Regions from separate parts of the Xenopus laevis genome. Here region 2 is linked to region 1. A link is a contact called in public Hi-C data. All regions are on one chromosome and are shown on one strand. The core of a region is the stretch at or near the end of the contact, and the rest is flanking DNA. Distances in the headings are between cores, read along the strand shown. Region 1 holds the start of LOC108719006 (kelch repeat and BTB domain-containing protein 2). Region 2 has its middle 6.8 kb from the start of nt5c3a.L.

What was found. Hi-C and Micro-C count contacts between places; a contact is called where the count stands out from the background.
Region 2: a contact with region 1 is called in a Hi-C map of the XTC cell line, with 4 times the contacts expected there. The contact joins the enhancer-like site here to the promoter of LOC108719006 in region 1. A contact is called at or near these places in 2 of 4 Hi-C or Micro-C datasets (the XL177 cell line and the XTC cell line).

Annotation. Positions count from the first base shown.
Region 1 is chr6L:65,665,123-65,670,536 of Xenopus_laevis_v10.1, forward strand. LOC108719006 (kelch repeat and BTB domain-containing protein 2) reads right to left here and starts at 2,893. Exons shown (of 5, transcript XM_041566138.1): 1 at 2,531-2,893.
Region 2 is chr6L:65,788,535-65,794,716 of Xenopus_laevis_v10.1, forward strand. No RefSeq gene overlaps it. Among protein-coding and RNA genes, the nearest start is that of nt5c3a.L, 6.8 kb to the left of the region's middle. Within about 2 kb of position 2,502, at least 3 of the 7 cell types and tissues checked have an H3K27ac peak or open chromatin away from gene starts, as enhancers often do.

The DNA of each region.
Region 1 (5,414 bases), core at 1,643-4,142:
ATTTGGCAAGTATACATGCTTGAACTTACAATACACAAGGAATAAGGTAACGTAAAGGGCAAAAAGTATTTATATTTTTAACAGTATTAAATATTTGTGGTATGGAAAATGCTACAATATATGTGTTAACTCTTCTACTGTACATTTATGTCAATAGCCAAATAGACATTTCCAGCAATGAAAGAACTAGTGTTGAAAGGAATCAAAAGAAGAGACAATCAACAGTATGGAGAGAGTCATATACAACAAAAAATAAGTTACAGATCCATTTGATTTCATATAGATCTGTAAAAATGTACAAATAATGTTACAAGGTCACCAAGAATTTCCATGATCACTGACCATTTTAAAGGGGTTGTTCACCCTTAAATTAGACTGAGAGTGATATTCTGAGACAATTTGTAGTTGGTTTTCATTTTTTTTTTACATTTTTGTAGAGTTATTTAGCTTTTTATTCAGCAGCTCTCTAACTTCAGCAATCCGGTTGGTAGGGTCCAAATTACCCTAGCAACAATGCACTGATTTAAATTAGAGTCTGGAATATGAATAGGAGATGACCTGAATAGCAAGATGTATCAATAGAAATAAATATATTGCCTTAGAGAGCATTTCTTTCTTTTTAGATGGGGTCATTGACCCCCATTTTAAAGCTTGAAAGAGAATACAAAAACTATAAAAAAAAAAAAAAAAAAGAAGGCCAATTTAAGTCTATAATTAGCCGTTCTATAATATACTAAAATTGAAGAGGCAGAAGGCCAATTTGACACCTAATAATACCCTTATATATTACAACAGGGATACTTTTCTTTTTATATATGCCACACATTACAGTAAAACATAGATTTCAACACACTGCATACAAAGAATGTTTTGAGGGTATGTGCCATTCCACAATTTGCCAGTAAACACGGCATGGCATAGATCAAAACATGCTGGGTGACATTTGGGGGTAGATTTATCAAGATCGAAGTGAATTTTCGAAGTTAAAAAACTTTGAATTTCGAAGTAATTTTAGGGTACTTTGACCAGTTAATAGTCCAACTTCGATTCGAATTTGAAAAAAAACCTCGAAATTCTAATTTTTTTCAAGTACTGTCTCTTTAAAACTTCGACCATTCGCCACCTAAAAGCTGCCGAAGTGCTGTTTTAGCCTATGGGGGGACCTCCTATAACCTGTATGGAGGCAATGGGGGGAGTTTGGGAGACCGAAAGTTGAAGTAAAAAAAACTTCAATCGAAGTACGATCGTACGATTCGAAGTAGGCTGAATTCGACCCACTTTGACCTCCATGTGATGGGTATTTTTGAATTCCGAAGTTTTTTTAACTTCGACCTTTGATAAATATGCCCCCAAAAGTTTTGAAGCTGTTGACAACTAAGGGAACAAATTTTGTTCAAAGTAAAATGCTATTTTTCCACCTCAAAATGTTATATGCAAATTTGCATGCAGGTACAGTTAACTAAAAGACCATCTATTTTATGGAGGTGTTAGCAATTTGAAAATCCCAAAATTAGAAGAAGAAATAAATCAATTAAGGTTCATTCATTAAGGTGGTAGGGATGCCACCTTTTATGGGAAAAAAATACCAGAATTCCTATATTTATGTGATTTTTCCCTATAAATAACTTTGGCATCCAGCAACATTTTTACCGGCCAGGCCAGTAAAATAGCGGCCAGGTGGCAATATCCAGTATCTAGCACAGGTAAGTTATTTCTTAAATGGAAACCAGTTATCCAGAAGCTGCAAATTATAAAAAGTCCATTTCAGTTAAAACTAATTCACAAATCCAGTTGCTTTAGAGCTATCACTACTAAATACCATAAAAAACAAATATATATATATATATATATATATATATATATATATAATATAATACACCAAAGCCATGAATATCCTGTAAATTATATCCATATAAAAGGTGACTAGTGATGTCATCAGTTATAAACGACGAGTAGTGATGTCATTTTTGTCACGTGACTCCTAAAACTTGTGTATTATAATAAAGTACCCCTTGTTGGAAAGTAAGAGGATATTAGAAGTAACCCCCCGGAATTCCATGAACTGTATAAAAGCATGAGACCGAAGTATATGGTCATGGAACTCCTAGATGACTAATAAAATACTCATATTTCACAATAGGGGTACTATATAAAATATAATCTATACATTGTTACACACTCCTTTAGAGAAAGTTACAAATACAAAAGGCAAAAGTCATACAGACGTGATATACACGTGTTTTGCCATTACACACACACCATGTGTTTTTCCTATGTTGCTTTCTTCAGCCAATAATCAGGGAAAGCTATGGAATTGTTCCGGAATCTTTATACTAACACTACTGACAGCGCGGCACTAGTAGCACGTTTTGCGATGCTGATTAAAAATGATGCGCCCACTTCCACCCCGTCTATTACACAATTGCCTTCATCCTCCCCAGGGCCGCCATCAGGAGGAGACGGGGGGACATACGTTCCAGGTCTCGTGGGTTTGGCCTCTAAATGAAGGGCCGGCTGTAGCGCTACTTACTTGTATTACCGGGTTCCCGCTTTCAGTAAGCCACAGGCTTTAGAAGGGAGGGCTGTTGCTAGGGCGCCTGCATCTTCTTTCCCTTACACAGCTTCCTGTTCTGCTCGCTTTGTCGTAGTTTTCGTCCCGGTAGAGCCGTATAGAAACCGGATGGGCTGGAGGGGAAAGTTGAATTTCCACCCTCAAATCCAAGTGATCACACAAAGCCCACCAGTCTCCCTTTTCCTAAAACAGCCCGCAGTGCCGGATCGCTACTAACACCTCCCGCAAAGCAGTTAACTGCAAGCTTCCTCCTCCTGTCTTTCAGAAAATCTCGACGACACAAGTCTCATCACGCGAGATTGGCGTCACGACTACACGTAAGCGCAATGACGCATAACGAAGCCGCCTTGTAGGCGTGGTCAGCAGAGACTGTGTAATTTATTAGTTACACAATCGGAAACGGCCGGAATGTGGTTGTTGCTTTGTTCACAATGTGGTTTCCTCTGCTCAGTGCTCACGCGCGCTTCATGCTTTTGTTACAGAATAAATTACTGTAAATAAAAGGAAAAAGAGTTTTCTTGTGTGTTTGTTGTAAAGCATGCTCTCTCTGTTTCTTCATAAATCATATCTATGCAATTTCTGGTTAGAGCAACAACTTTTCTGCTTTCTGACTTGTGGTACCCACTTGCCTTTTCTGTCACGTTGACTCGAAAGGAAAGAGTATTTTGCAAACTAGGACCTGGTTTAATTCTCATCTTTTTTTTACATTGATGGTTCCAGTATTATTATTTGGCTTATTTAGGAGAAGGCAATAGGTGAAGTTGACCAAAAGTAATCTGTTTATTTCCTTTGGTCCTGACGCTGATGGTGCAGGTTTCCTGTCAGTTCCACAGCAAAGTTCCGGGGGCCACAAATGGGCATGAGTGAAGACCAGTCCTGGCAGGGTTCTCCCTTGTTTCATGAAGGAGTTAGTCCACAGCGGCTGTAACCCATGCTTTATTGATGTTATTTTGAAGTCTTATTCAGTGTTTTATGACAAGAGAAACATTCTTCACAACATACCTCCCAACATTTTGGAAATAAAAAGAGGGACAAAGGGTGTATTTTATAAAATTTGGCAGTTTGAACATATTTCTGGGGTTTTTTTTCCAGTTTTTCCAGTTTTGCTAATGAGGGTGAATTGCCCTTTAAGCTGTGAGTCTAACTTCTTCCAAGGGACCTGTTATCTTATATTGTTACAATTACTTATTTGCTTATCTCAAAATTGTTACGAAAGTATCTGCAACAACTCACCCTGGTGGTCTAGTGGTGTGGCGTCCTCTTCCTCTGCGCCTGTTAATTAAGGCGCGTGCTGCACGCATTCCTCATACTTATTGGCGCATGCGCGCCGGCGTAGTGTCGCCAGTGCGCATTGGCGCAAATTTTAAAGTATTTAAAGTGCCAGGTTGGATTTTCTCATTGCCCGTTAAAGGATCATATATTGTGAGTTCCTGCTGCTTCTGAGCTATAAGTCTGTCTATTATCTGAAACCTGTTGTGACCCCTGCCTGCTTTTGACGATTCTGACTTCTGTAATCCTGACCCTGCTTGGTAACTCTTCTGTATCCGTATCCCTTCTGATTGATCTCCTGGGTTGACCCCTGCCTGACTCTGCTTGCACTCTGCCTGCCCCGACCTCGCCTGATTTGACTACGCTTTCTGCGTACGCTATGTACTGTGACCTTCTGCCCGAAAGACTTTGCTTTACCGTCGTGCACCTTTGCTCGTCCAGAACCCTTCGCTTGGCACCTCTCTTAATAAGACCTGGCGGCATCCGATTAGCTGAGGGCTCCACCCGAGGTGAAAGGTGGCTGTTAAAGGCAGAAGCAAGAGCCGAGAACAGGGTGCTTAGCATTGGTTCTAGATTTAGGGTGCTGACCGTGACAGTATCTTATCTGCTGTGGCTGTTCTGGGCTCTCTGCAAAAAGCCATTTAAGTTAGAAACATTGTTTCTTTTTCTGGCTGTTCAGTGCAGAGAAAATCAGGATTTTGCAGTACAAATAAGGGACGGCAGGTTGAGCTGTCAAAAGAGGGACTGTCCCTCTGAACACGGGACAGTTGGGAGGTATGTTCACAATGTAAGGACAATATATGGGCTAATTTAGGAGAATCTAATGGGTACCAACATTAATCTTTAGTTTTTATTCCCTTTTTTACAGCAGTATAAGAGGTACCCAGATGTTTAATTGAGTTGTAAAAAGTACTTGCCACCATTATTATTATTATTATTTTATTAACATGTATTTATATAGTGCCAACATATTGCATAGCACTGTAAAGTAAATGTGATTATAGAACTAAATCACATGAATTAAATGCATAGAACATATGGAGTTACATACATCTCAATCAATACAGGTACAAAAAAAGTGATGAAGGCCCTATGCAAAGGAACATAAACTCTAAAGGGAAGGGATTAATACACAAGGTGTGGGAGTGGGCAAGATCGAATTAAGTGGGTGAGAAATGTGGTACTGTATGTGGTGTTGCGTATGGTAGTTAAGCAGAGTGAGGGTAGGCTTCTCGAAAGAAGTGTGTTTTAAGAGATTTCTTGAAAGCAGAAAGGTTGGGAGAAAGTCAGACAGACCGTGGGAGAGAGTTCCAGAGGAAGGGTGCAGCCCTTGCAAAGTCTTGAATGCGAGCATGTGAGGAGGTAATGAGAGAAGAGTTGAGTAGCAGGTCAGTAGAGGAGTGTAGTAAGCGGTTGGGTGAGTATATAGATATGAGTTCAAAGATGTAGGGTGGGGCAGAGTTATGAAGTGCTTTGAATGTCAGGGTCATTAATTTGAATTTGATTCTGAAATGTAGCGGAAGCTAGTGCAGGGGATTGACAGAATGGCGTGGCAGAGGAGGAGCGGTTGCTG
Region 2 (6,182 bases), core at 1,252-3,751, 120 kb after region 1:
AGTGGTGATAAATGGAACATTTACTAATTGGACCTTTGTATGTAGTGCAATACTGCAGGGGTCTGTCCTTGGTTATTTGTTTTTAACACATGTTTATTAATGACCTTGAGGTGGGCATTGTAAATCTCTAGTTTTGCTAAATTGTGCAAAACTATAAGTTCCATACAGAATGCTGCAACTTGATTGCAATAGCAATTAATTTAAATAGGAGAACTAGACAGCAAATTTTCAAAAAGTCTATGGTATGTGTATGTATATGCACTGGAGATTATTTAAAGGTGTTGCACTTTATTGGACTATAGTTCTTTTAACCCAAATGAACTATGTAACTATGTATAATGTTTTAGTTATTTGCCTTGTTATCTTTAGGTATATAGCCTTTATCTCAGAGCAGCAACACATCAATACTGTGGAAATGAAGCCAGCAGGCATTGGATTTCCAGATAGCTTTGTTACTTAGTTACTGGGGCTGGAGATAAATTTGGCTTTATCTCTGTATTTATACATTCAGTTTGAATCTCCACTTATTAATCTCCTGAAAGGTTTCATTTCTTTGCATATCGAAACTAGCAGCATTGTTATCTGACAATACAGGTTGCTCTAGGTAAATAAGTTGACTACATTGCTATGGCCTTCATTATGTCGTAATACGGTTACAGATAAAAGAATCATGTACAAAGCCAGTCATGTACCGAGCCTAGTTGGCCCATGTACAGCCACCTTTAAAATTCATTTCTACACCTCAAGGGCAGAGACACACCAGAAGATTCGGGGAGATTTAGTCACCCGACGGCAAATCGCCTCTTCTTTGGGCAACTAATCTTTCCGAAAAGCCTTCTAAATCTCCAGCGGCATGGCACTTGGACCGCTTTGTTTTCAGAAGTCATACGAAGTTTCCCTGAGGTTTGGGGAGATTTGTAGCCCCAAGAAAATGTGATTTGTCGGCGGGTGACTAAATCTCCCCGAATCTTCGCATGTGTCTCTGCCCTAAGTCACCTGAGATTACTTAGCAAGCATTGCAAATTTGCCAAGGTGTCCAATAAATAGTCTTCAACATTTAATCATATTAAGAAATCGAATGCAGTTCAACTTAATATAGATTTAAAGGACAACAAACAATGTTCAGACTAAGGTGTGCCTCATGAGCGCAAACATGTTTTGAGGCCAGCGCACACAACATATTATGTTACGCACAGAGAATTTTGTGTGAAAATACAACATTTTGTATTAATTCTGACATGAACACACAGTTTATAAAAACTGGGCACACAAGTTTAAAATGTACGTACAAAAGAAATTTTTTGCGCACGTAGCCGAGAAGTAATTAGAAGGAAGATTGGCAACAAAAGTCTCATTTGAAAGGGGCAGTGCATCTTAAATGAACTGTAATGTGTGATATAGGTAGTACTAGTTGTAACTGCCACTTACATTTTTAAACATCTATTTAAGGGTAGGAAACAGCTCCTTCAGCAATAATGCTTAACAGAGAATTTTAAATAGCATTTTAAACTCCAAGCGTAAAGAGTGACAGAACAAGAAGTCAAATTATAAAAACATAAAATATCTTGCCAGTTGTAAAGATTCTTAACGTTTCTGTCAATTTACATCATACTAATTTAATATAACAGTGAACTTCCCCTTTACCAATAACACAAACTATCTATCTATTTACTGTAACAAGACCCAGTTAACATAATATTTTGATACTCCACAAAGGAAAAGGATAAAACAACATAAAGAGCTTAATTTACTTACCTTATGATGTGATACTTTACCTTTAAATCACATGATGTGGAAGAGCAGAAGGGGGGTGTTTGTGGATCAGTAACAAAAGTTTAGGCACTACAATACTTTATATGTCAAAGACAATAGTACACAATCCCTGATACTCCACAGAAGGCACAACCCCCAGACAACAGATTTTAGCTGTCAAACAATTACTGAATTCTATTCTATTCTTTGTGTACTGACTATGGTGTTTGGTTATGGTTTAGTAAACGAAAAGGCATACAACCAGCATGCAGAAAAAGCTAAGACTCTGTCTTAAAAAATACATATATACATATGTACAGTTCACAAATGTATTAATTCCTCAATAGAAGAGGTTAGAACATTCAGCAAATAACAGATTGTACAGAACACATGCATTTTCATTATATTAAGCACAGTTCATGTCAGAGATGTTATTTCTGTAACCCGCATATAATCTGGTATATCTCATACTCTAATGGGGCTCTGCTGTTATTAGGTTTTAAATTAGAATATATTTCTTTTGATATAGTTGCACAAATACATGCGATGTTGCTCCCAGAGATCAGACAGCCTTTAAAGGGCTTGTTTACATTGCCAGAAAGTCCTTACCATAAAATTCACTGAGGCAGCTAAACAGAGAAAAGAAAAATTCTGCTTGTCTGCCTCGAGCTTATATAGCTCACTGTGTACATAAGGGCGTTTCCATAAATAGACAGACTAATCTGCTAGCAGAGCCTGGCTTTCTCTGACGCACAGTCACATAACTAGGCCCAGTGCCAGGGACGGAATCCTTACACGGGGTCATTTGCTACAGTTATGTAAATCCTGTAGCTCTGACAGCTCTGAAACAGAAGCAATGCCTTTCTTACACAAAAAAACAAAAGGTGCTACTTTGTGGTCTGGTCTAAAACCAAACATATACAAAGTCAGACATGCTTGGACATGTTTTATGGAACAAATGAAATTGCTGAGCCACAAAAAAGTCCAAAAGTCAGAATCTGCTGCCAACAATTTGTTTATGATTTTCTTTTTAGTATTTATTTAAAACAAATTGTGTTTCTATGGGTGCACTAGGCTTTCTTTGTCCATTACAAAAAATATGTTATATATGGACATATTCTAAGCAATTTTTCAGTTGATTCTATTATACAGAAATACATTGCAGCAATAAAATACAGATAGTATTATAAGCAAATCTAATAATAATGGGTATTGACAGTCTCACAATATAAGCTGGCAAAATTTATATTAGAGAAGTAGTGCTTCATGGGGAATATGTTTACAGTTATCTATTACCATATTCTCCAGCGGATATTTCCAGACAACACTATGAGGGTTATCGCATTTTTTATCACATTTTTTAAATAAAAAAACCACAACCAAACTCAAGTTCGGGTAAAAACTCGATAAAATCAAGTGAAAACCCAAATCATATGATTTTTTCAGAGTTTTTTCCCCAAATCGCTCGATTTTTTTGGGCTTTTCCTCCGAAAAGCCAGAATTTGTCACATTTTTGCCCGAAAAGAGCATTGGTCAGATTTTTGGCCAAATTGCAGCGCAGACCACAGAAACTTCAGAATAGTATAAGGATCTCTGCCATTGACTTATACAAAACCTCAGCAGGTCAGAGATGGCAGATTTTCAGATTCAGGCTTTTTGTTTTAATAAATCTCAAAAAATTGGAGTCAAAACAAAACAAAAAAACACGAAGAACTGACAATATGTCTAGCCCCATGTCAGATTTCAAAATTGAATATAAAAAATTGAAAAATGTATTTCAGTGTAGAATTCTGCTGGAGCAGCACTATTGATGCGTTTTGAAAAAAAACATGTTTTCCCATGACAGCATCCCTTTAATATTACATCCACTGATTTTAAGTTTCCCCTAGTTTTACATCACTTTTTGTGGTCCCACCTGTATATTATGTATAATACATTTCCCTGATTTTACATTTTTTTTTTTCGTCTACGTAGTGTTGCCACATTTACCCAATGTTTATGTTTCTCTTGCACCTCCTGCCTTTCCACAGTCCCTCCCCCTTACTGACCTTAATTTCTGAGTGACACAGCTCCTGCGTCAGCTGTTTCATGGATTGATGCCAGGCTTGGAGGGTGGGGAAAAATCCCAATAGGATGAGGACAAACGTAAACATTGAGGGAGGGGCATGGGGCTCTAGAGAAACATTATGTTAGAATCTGCTAGTTTTGTAAATGCATATGAATGCATTCCTGCTAAATGTAGAAAACTGTAAATATTCCTTTAAAGCAAGGCCCCCTATTATTTATTTGGCCCTAAATCATATCTGGATACTATGAAGCATAGTTACACATTTATTCATTTTACTGTAAAATAAATTGCATATTCAAAAAATTAAAAGGGATAGTTCTCCTTTCAAACCCTTTCTTCAATCTAGTTGTTTTCAGATATGCCATTTAAACAGGCTTTTAAAGATGATCCCACTCAAAGCAGTTGCTGTATAAGCGGTTACTAAATTTAGACCATGCAAGTTATTTCAGTAACAGTATTTGGTAAACAAGGGTAATTACTTTCACAGATATACTGGGGATTCAATATAAATGCATAATGTCTATAAATATTTGCTTATTTAAATAAGATATACTAATAAAATGTGTCTGTGAAAGTTCAGAATGGTATTAAAACAATATGGACAACAGGTACAGGTATGGGCCCTGTTATCCAGAATGCTCAGGACCTGGGGTTCCAGATAATGGATCTTTCTGTAATTTGGATCTCCATGCCTTAAGTCTACTAGAAAATTATTTAAACATTAAATAAACCCAATACATCCAATAGGGATTAATTATAACTTAGTTTGGATCAAGTACAAGGCACTGTTTTATTATTACAGAGAAAAGGGTAATTATTTGTAAAGATTTGGATTTGAAGATGGCCTTCCTGTAATTTGGAGATTTCTGGATAATGGGTATCTGGATAACGAATCCCATACCTGTATACTTTTAATTATGACAGAAACATAACCTAAAAATGGCAGAACCCCCTCCTTGTTTTAATCAACGAGAAGAGCTCTCCAACTCCAACCATATTTATTTCTACTGGAATATGTGTTATAACTGGTATATTTAGCAGAACACTTTTTTTGCTTGTGATGTTTGGCCCACCATTGAGTCTTTGCCCTGGACCACTGCTACCGTAAATTGGTCCTGATTGGTTGCTATATGAAACTAGACCTGTAATGAATGTTACATCTACTGTATTATTACATAATACCCATAAAGTCTCTGTTAAAATCTGTAATAAAGAATCATAGGATTGTTTTCTACAATATTGCCTGCCTGTTCTACACATACTGGCAAAACAAACATATTTAGTTTCAGAAACCAAAAGTCAACAATAACATGTTAGCACAAATATTTGAATATTTACTTTAATTAAAGAGCAAATAAGATGTATCAGATGTACAACAAATGACATTTATTTGGGGGCCTAAAGTCAAATTAAGCTATGGATTTCGTCCAGCATAATAGCAGGTGCAAAACCCTTACAATCCTTGTCAGTGTCTAATGACAAACATGACAGAATGACAGGAGCAGATGTTATAGATCTGGAAATGATGCAAGAAATGTCTTTAAATATTCGTTTAACTTTGTCAGATCAAATGATTGATGGACTGGAAGACAGAGTTGCTGACTTATAGGCTATATTTACTAAGGTTGGTATACAATTGCTAAGAGAAGAGTGGAAGAAGAAGAAATAAGACTCCTTTGGGGTAAGCACAAAGTTCAAGGTGGTGACAGTTTTCAGCACAAATGTAGTAACAGAGAAAGAGGTCACCATATTCTAATGGTGGAAAGGGATATAAGAGTAATATTAATACGTTTAACTGTATCAATACATTTAATAAACACTGAGTATGTATCTCAGTAAGAAACATTTACAAAGCAGGCAATAATAAAACTACTAGAAAGATAACATTTATACAACAACCAAATATCTACAGTATATGTAGGATATAGAGTGCAGTGTTGAAAGTTCATTCGTTAGATGCAATTCCCCATGTTTTTTCCCACAATTCAGCATTTTTCTGAGAAAAGCATCATGGCCATTGTTCCTGCCACAATGGCACAATTAGCCAGCATCAAAATGCCCTCAAAGATCACAAAGGCAAGAAACATCTTCCAAATGTAAAAAGGACATCTGCCATTGACTATCATGGGGCCTATTTATCTATTTTTTTTGTTTTTTCTTACTGATCAGGCATAATTACTCATTGGTAGCTGAACCCTAGTGTATATATAAAGCTGTTACACGTATAGCTGCTTCATAATTTAACTGGAAAGGAAACAGAAACACCTGCTTTAAATTATCATGAGGACTGCTGATACAGAAGACTGGGAACCAAAATTGAGACTAACTCACCCAGGCACCCAAATCCAACTTCCCTGGACAG